Regions from separate parts of the Pan troglodytes genome. Here region 2 is linked to region 1. The links are chromatin contacts, called in public Hi-C maps. All regions are on one chromosome and are shown on one strand. The core of a region is the stretch at or near the end of the contact, and the rest is flanking DNA. Distances in the headings are between cores, read along the strand shown.

What was found. A called contact is a pair of places that touch in the nucleus more often than the background predicts.
Region 2: a contact with region 1 is called in a Hi-C map of induced pluripotent stem cells, with 1.7 times the contacts expected there. The contact joins the promoter of ARFGAP1 here to the enhancer-like site in region 1. A contact is called at or near these places in 2 of 7 Hi-C or Micro-C datasets (induced pluripotent stem cells and stem cell-derived neural progenitor cells) and 1 of 1 datasets of contacts at active chromatin or transcription factors (stem cell-derived excitatory neurons).

What each region holds. Positions count from the first base shown.
Region 1 is chr21:69,540,920-69,544,572 of NHGRI_mPanTro3-v2.0_pri, forward strand. No RefSeq gene overlaps it. Among named protein-coding and RNA genes, the nearest start is that of YTHDF1, 9.3 kb to the left of the region's middle. Within about 2 kb of position 1,637, at least 1 of the 24 cell types and tissues checked has an H3K27ac peak or open chromatin away from gene starts, as enhancers often do. A contact at or near this core is called in induced pluripotent stem cells, where this site is marked.
Region 2 is chr21:69,593,207-69,596,859 of NHGRI_mPanTro3-v2.0_pri, forward strand. ARFGAP1 (ADP ribosylation factor GTPase activating protein 1) reads left to right here and starts at 1,952. Exons shown (of 14, transcript XR_010154178.1): 1 at 1,952-2,092.

The DNA of each region.
Region 1 (3,653 bases), core at 387-2,886:
CTGGGACCACCGGGTCATCACTTGTCTGCAGGGACAGCTCCAAGGCCCCTGGTGTCACCTCTGTGCTGTCACCTGCTTTATGTCCAGCAGAGGGAGCTCTGAATCAGGAGTTAGGTCCTTGGCGTTCACCTTCCAGCTCCCCAGGGACCTGCCTCAGTTTCCCCAGCTGGGAGGCAGCATGTGGAAGGGAGTGCCAGAGGGGCTCACCCCACCTGGTGGGCATTCTGTAACTTGTGGCCTGCTGTGTCCAGCAGGTGCTGCTATTGAACCCTTGAAATTGAGAAACTGCCCTTTCAATTTTATTTACAGCAGGTGCTGCTATTGAACCCTTGAAATTGAGAAACTGCCCTTTCAATTTTATTTAATTAAATTCCAGCAGACACACGCAGCTAGTGGCTAATGTCTTTGACGGCCAAGCTCAGACTCTAGGCACTGATACTCAACACTGATCCTTTACACTCCCAGAAAGCTTTAATTAACACACATGTCCACCCCTCTGCCCCCCACCCACCCCCAGCAGAGAAATCAAAGTAGTCTGGGGTGGAGTTGGTGACCTACATGTTCAGGAGGCCTCTGGTTGAGCCTGAAACCTCCAGGTGAGCCTGACGGCTGCACATGTGCCTAGCACTCCGCGAGGTTGGCAAGCTCCTAAGACCTGCTCACCCACCCTGTTCCCTCTGCTGCGTGGAGCTGGGGAGTGTTCAATGGCCCCTCTCACTCTGCGTGTGGAGCTGGGGAGTGCTCACTGGCCCCTCTCACTCTGCGTGTGGAGCTGGGGAGTGTTCAATGGCCCCTCTCACTCTGCGTGTGGAGCTGGGGAGTGCTCACTGGCCCCTCTCACTCTGCGTGTGGAGCTGGGGAGTGCTCACTGGCCCCTCTCACTCTGCGTGTGGAGCTGGGGAGTGCTCACTGGCCCCTCTCACTCTGCGTGTGGAGCTGGGGAGTGCTCACTGGCCCTGCTCACTCTGCGTGTGGAGCTGGGGAGTGCAGTGTCCAGTTTGCCTCTTGCAGCCTCTTGCTTCCCCTTCCCTCTCCAGAGTCCTCCCTGTGGTCCCAGAGCTCCCTGATCTAGCCTTTCCTAAAGCTGACTCAACCACCTCCTGGATTCCCAGGCTGGAATCTGGGGCCAGAGATGGCGCATCTCATGTTTTCAAATGATGCCCAGAAGCTCACAGATAGCAGGGCTGTTCGGTGGATGTCTGGGCTCTGCAGGATTGCGGGAACAGAGGCCTGCTGCTCTCATCCTCCCGCCCTCCCCATTAATACAGGCCTTCTGTCCATCCCTGGCCCTAGGTGGCCTCTCAGCTCAGCTTCGCAAGCCACAGGGGCTTGGGAAGCTGCAGGAAGGAGCCAGGCACAGCTGTACTGAATAAGCTTCTCCCCACCCCTGACCCCCACAGGCCTGGGCCAGGCATGCCAGGAAAATAAATCAGACTAACGGACCCAGGTGGGGCCACAGCCACGGGAGGTGTGGTCCAGACAGCTGCCGTGGCACTGAGGAATGCTGACCATCCAGACGGAGACCCATGGTCGGGTCAGCATCCAGCCCAGCCCAGTCCAGCAGGTGGGGAGAAGCCCGTGGTGGGGCCTGCTCTGGGCCCACGCTGGTCTTCTCAGCACGCTCCCTGCTGGCCTCTTGCAACTCTGCCTGTGGCTCTCTAGGCGCTGGCTGGGAGCCAGCACTCACCGCAGCCAAAGCCCAGAGGGATGGACTTGCGCCAGGATGCTGGCCCCTTGGCAGGATACCTGGGGAGTCCCTGGGCTCTGGGAGGCCCTCAGCGGGGTGCCCAGGGCAGTGACCCCTCGGGAACATACCTACTGCTCATTTTTGTTTTGGGGTCTGCTCTGGAGAGCTCCACCTAAGACTCGGGGAGGAAGCCGTAAACCAAAAAAGCATGAGAGGCAGGGCTCAGTTGATCGAGACGTTGATTTTGCCAAGGTTAAGGACATGCCTAGAAGAAAAGCACATGGAGTCACATGTCCTTTTAGTCTGTGGTCTGTGCCTTTCTCCAAAGATGCTTTTGAGGGCTCCACCATTTAAAGGGGGGGAAAGCAGGCTGGAGGGGCAAGAGGGAGGCCTTGGTAATCACATGCTGCAAGAGAAGAGGAGCAGGCAGGGGAATCGTCAGCTGTGTGTTCCTCTCATGCTCGGAAACCTGCACGTGCATGAAATAAGGTGAACGTCTCCTGTAGAGATGCTTCACCTGTTATCTGTAACTACCTGCTTAGGAACAAAAAGAAAGGAAGCTTCTCACATGACTTAGCTTTTAGTTTAATTTTTTTCTTGTGGCAGAGTGAATTGGGGTCCTGAGTTTGTTTTTGTTTTTGTTTTGAAACAGAGTTTCGCTCTTGTTGCCCAGGCTGGAGTGCAATGGCGTGATCTCAGCTCACCACAGCCTCCGCCTCCAGGGTTCAAGCGATTCTCCTGCCTCAGCCTCCCAAGTGGCTGGGATTACAGGCATGCGCCACCACGCCTGGCTAATTTTGTATTTTTAGTAGAGATGGGGTTTCTTCATGTTGGCCAGGCTGGTCTCAAACTCCCAACCTCAGGTGATCCGCCCGCCTTGGCCTCCCAAAATGCTGGGATTACAGGCGTGAGCCACTGCACTGGCCTTGTTTTGCGATGGAGTCTTGCTCTTGTTGCCCAGGCTGGAGTGCCGTGGTGCAGTCTCAGCTCACTACAACCTCCGCCTCCTGGGTTCAAGCGATTCTCCCAGCTCAGACTCCCGAGTAGCTGGGATTACAGGTGCGCGCCACCCCACCCAGCTAATTTTTTTTAGTAGAGACGGGGTTTTGCCATGTTGGCCAGGCTGGTCTCGAACTCCTGGCTTCAAGTGATCCCCACCTGCTTCAGCCTTCCAAAGTGCTGGGATTACAGGTGTGAGTCACCACGCCCAGTCCCTCCAGACCATCTGAAAACAGGAAACTAGCCAGCCTGTCTGTCTCACTTCGAGCTTCTTAATGCCGTTGCCAGCCTCAGAAGCTGGAAGCCCCTCCTGTCGGCCTCTGATGCACTTGTCTGGAGCCCTGCGGTCACCTGGAGTCCTTGCTCTGTGGCCACAGGGAGGGTTACTCCAGTGCTGGCAGGCTCTGGCCCCCCAAGCTGAGGAGGAGGGGACCGGCTCAGCCACTTTTGGTGAGGGCACTTAGGGTTGTTTCAGCAGGAGTGGGGCTGGGTGCGGGAGGGTTGCCTGTCACAGGGGTTACCGGCCCACCTTGCCCAGCATACACCTGCTGAGCTTCCTGGGAACCCAGGCCTGAGGCCTGGACAGGAATTGGAGCTTCTCCTCCTCCCTCCCACCTCTTTCCTCCTCCTCCCTCCCACCCCTTTCCTCCTCCTCCCTCCCACCCCTTTCCTCCTCCTCCCTCCCACCCCTTTCCTCCTCCTCCCTCCCACCCCTTTCCTCCTCCTCCCTCCCACCCCTTTCCTCCTCCTCCCTCCCACCCCTTTCCTCCTTCTCCTCAGCTTATGTGGGCTCCAGGTCCAGCCTTATTCCAGCCGGCATGGCCCAGAGGTGAGCAGGACCTGGCCTCATGTGACTGAAACCACAAGCCCAGCCTTTCATTGCAGCCACTGACCCAGAATCCCAGGACTGCCAGGACTGGACGGCCCAGACACAGTGGTTGTGGGGCCCACAGGTGGAGGCAGGCTG
Region 2 (3,653 bases), core at 702-3,201, 53 kb after region 1:
TCACAGTCTGCCTCTTCCAGGCAGCCCACTGTGACTAATCCAGCACATGGCTCCCACTCTCTGAACTCATGGTACCCACACAGTCCTGACCACGAGATCGGTGCTGAAATCTACACTGTTCCAACTTCCACTTGTGTAGATGCTGCTGGTGCCTGTGCACGTCACCTTGGCCCTTTCCTTTTTGTGCACGCCAGTGGTTTCTTACTGCAAGAACTGGCGACTCCCTCCTGAGGGCAAATAAATGGCACTGAGACACCATTTTGTACCCACAAGGCCTGCTGCCGTCAAAAGACTGACAATACCAAGTGTTGACAGAGATGCAGAGCAGCTGGACCTCACACATCACTGGCGGAAGCGTGAAATGCTTACCATCTTTTTGTTGTTGTTTAGAGATGCAGTCTCGCTTTGTCACCCAGGCTGGAGTGCAGTGGAGTGATCTCAGCTCACTGTAACCTTTGCCTCCAGGGTTCAAGCAATTCTCCTGCTTCAGTCTCCCGAGTAGCTGGGATTACAGGCATGCACCCCCAAGCCCAGCTAATTTTTGTATTTTTAGTAGAGACGGGGTTTCGCCATGTTGGCCCGGCTGGTCTTGAACTCCTGACCTCGGGTGATCCACCTGCCTCAGCCTTCCTAAGTGTTGGGATTACAGGCATGAGCCACTGCGCCCGACCACTTAGCATGTTTTAATAACGTTCCATACACACTTACCCAGGACCCAGAAATTTCACTTCTAGGTAATTACCTAAGAGGAAGAAAAAATATGCCTACAAAAAGACCTTTCAAGACAGCTTTATTCATACTAGCCAAAACTTAGACACCACCCCAGTGTGCAAAGTGTGAATAAATGAAGGAATGTGGCGTGTTTTCCATGGCACACTACTCGGCAGTTACGGATACGCACAACGTGGCTGAATCTCAGAGATATCACGTAAAGGGAAAGAAGCCATCACGAAAGTGTATTTTGCACGACTCTATTTGTGTGATATTCCAGAACAGACAAAACTAAGATATGGGGATACTGGAATCAGAAGAGTGGCTGCCTCTGATGGAAATGTTCTATAATTGACTATGGTAGACGTTACCTGGGGGTATGCATTTGTCAAAACTCATTGAACTGGACGCTTTGCGGTGTGTAGCTTATATCTCAAAAATGTTTATTCTCCATCATTTCGAAAGTCACCCAGATCAAGGAGGAATACGTGGAATGCACAGAAAAGCACAAAGTAAAAAAAAACAAAAAGTGACCTGCAATTAACCTCCCACAGGTGATCGCTTTTTCAGCTTTGTACCTTCCTAGTGCAGACTCAGGTCCCACCATGGCAGGGGTGGGGGCCCGCAGACGCTCTCAACCCCGCCGCCTCCTACCAGGGCCCAAAGGCTCGGGTGGTGGGAGACAGAGTCAGACCCCAGGGCGGGAGTATGGGCCCCAGGACGCAACCCTCCACCCCCGCGCCGGTCCCCCGGTCCCCTGCTGCCCACTGCCTGTGACCCTCGCCTCCCTGCCTGTCGCCCGCTGCCCCAGTCCTCCTACCCGAGTCCCCCTGCCGGTCCCCGGCTGTCCTGGCCCCTCTGCCCCCGCCCCGTAGACCTCGCTCCCCTGCCGGTCCTCCATGGCCGCCGGTCCTCCATGGCCCCCGGTCCTCCTACCTGCGTCCCCCTGCCCGGCTGTCCCAGCCCCGCAGCTCCCGCCCCAGGCCCCCACCCGCCCCGCCCCCGTTGTCGGCCCCCGGTGAACGCGCCGTCCCAGAAGCACCTCAGCTTGGTTCCGCGGATGAACGGACGCTTCTCCCGCCCGGCCCCCAAAGGCTGCCGTCCTCCGCGGCCACTACGACCAGCTGCGGTCCGGGGCCCGGGGTGGGAGTTGGACTGCGTGGCTGCGCGTCCCCATGGCGACCGGGCGGGTGCGCGCCTCAGGGGCTGGGGCCTGAGGCGGAAGTCCCGCCCTTGCCGGCTCCCGTGAGACCTTGCAAAGCGCAACGTAGCCGGAAGCTGGTGGCGGCTGGTGGGCGACCGGGCGCATCCTCATTGCAGTGCGGCGGCCCTACCCCGGCCCTGGCCTGACCCCGGCGGCCCTGCCCGCCCCTCCCTCCAGGTAAGCGCGCGGCTCGGCGGCGCGGGCTCGGCCTGAGGTCCCGGCTGCCGCGGCGTCGTCCCCGGCCTTCGCGGGCGGACCTCCCTGCCGCAGCCTCCTCCACCCGGACCCCGTTCCACCCTGAGGCTGCTGCCCCAGAGCTTGGGGGCGCCCACCCTGACCTACCCCAGTTCCCTCGGCGCTGGGCGGCGGGGCCCTTCTCGCGCGGACGCCCCGCTGCAGCCGCCCCTCCGCCGTGCCGCCCCCCGCCCCTCGTGCCCCCTTCCGTACGAAGCTGCCCTCCACCCGCACCCCGAATCTGGAATCTCCCACCGGTTACGGGAGTCCAGAGGGTCCCTGCCCACGCACGTCGCCTCCCGGGGCGCGAGCAGGACCCTGCCCCGTCCCCTTCAACACCCTTTTCCCGAGCTCCTTCGGACCCAGGACTCGGCCTGGACACATCCCAGTCAGGTGGCCTCTGAAGCCCGGTGGAGCTTCAACCCCCTAAGAAGTGAGGGTCCTAAGAAGGAGATATATTTTTACATCTTGGTTTCAAGCGTTCAGAGTTTTTGCGTTATTTTTCAAGATAAACCATATTTGTACTTTTGAAGGTTAGGAGGTATTTGCTTTCGTGTTACTAACTTTAACATTTCAGGGAACTAGGGCTCTTGAATATCCAAAATAGTCACGTAGAGGAGTTCCTCTTAAATCCAAGCCAAGTCCTTTCCTTTACACACTCTCTCCCTCCGGTAGTTCTGTGAGTATCCTGTATGTTTTACCGTTAGAAATTCAAGCCGTCTCCTCATGGTTCTGACTTTTGTTTGCCTGTGTCTGTTGACCAATACATAAGCCCCGAGGGCAGGCGTGGTGCTATGGAAAGAGTACAGCACCGAGTATGGCGACCAGGATTGGTGTCGTCCTGCTTTGGCGGCTCACCTCCTCTCCGTGGGCCGTGGCTTCTGCATGTGCCGTGGTTCTGCACAGGGCCCTCAGTGGCTGCTGTGACAAGAATGTGTCCCGAGGCCCTTGTAAGCTCAGTCCCGCTCCCCGCTCCGCCAGGGCACCTCTCCACACAGGTTTTCCTTATTCCATCCTCAGTCGGCTGTATGGGTGGATGCTCAGTTTGATGACGGTATCCACCTGAATGAGTCATGCTGGGGTCCAGGTCCTGCGGTCAGGAGTGAGCATTCAGATGTCTGCCTCATGATCTGTGCTTCCTGGACACTCTTACAGAAGGCACAGAATTATGGAGCAGAAGGGAGCCCAGGGTGAACTTTTGGTTTTGTTTTGATGAACTGCAGAAAACAGGTGTTTATTTCCTAACTTTGAATAGGTTTAAGGTGGGCACTGGTCAATACTAGGAGTCATGGGCTTCAGAATTTAGAAACTTTGGCCATGTGGAGTTGGGACCCCCCCCCCCCCCCCAGTGAATATCTTATTTCTGGATACTTAAGATTAGAAATGAAATATAAGACAGAGGTTTTTCTTTTTTGTTTTTTAAAAGCTCTGCCTACACTGTGAATAGGAAAGCTGGTCTACACAGTCCTCTTAAACACAGTGAAGGAGGGAAGGGCTGGCACTG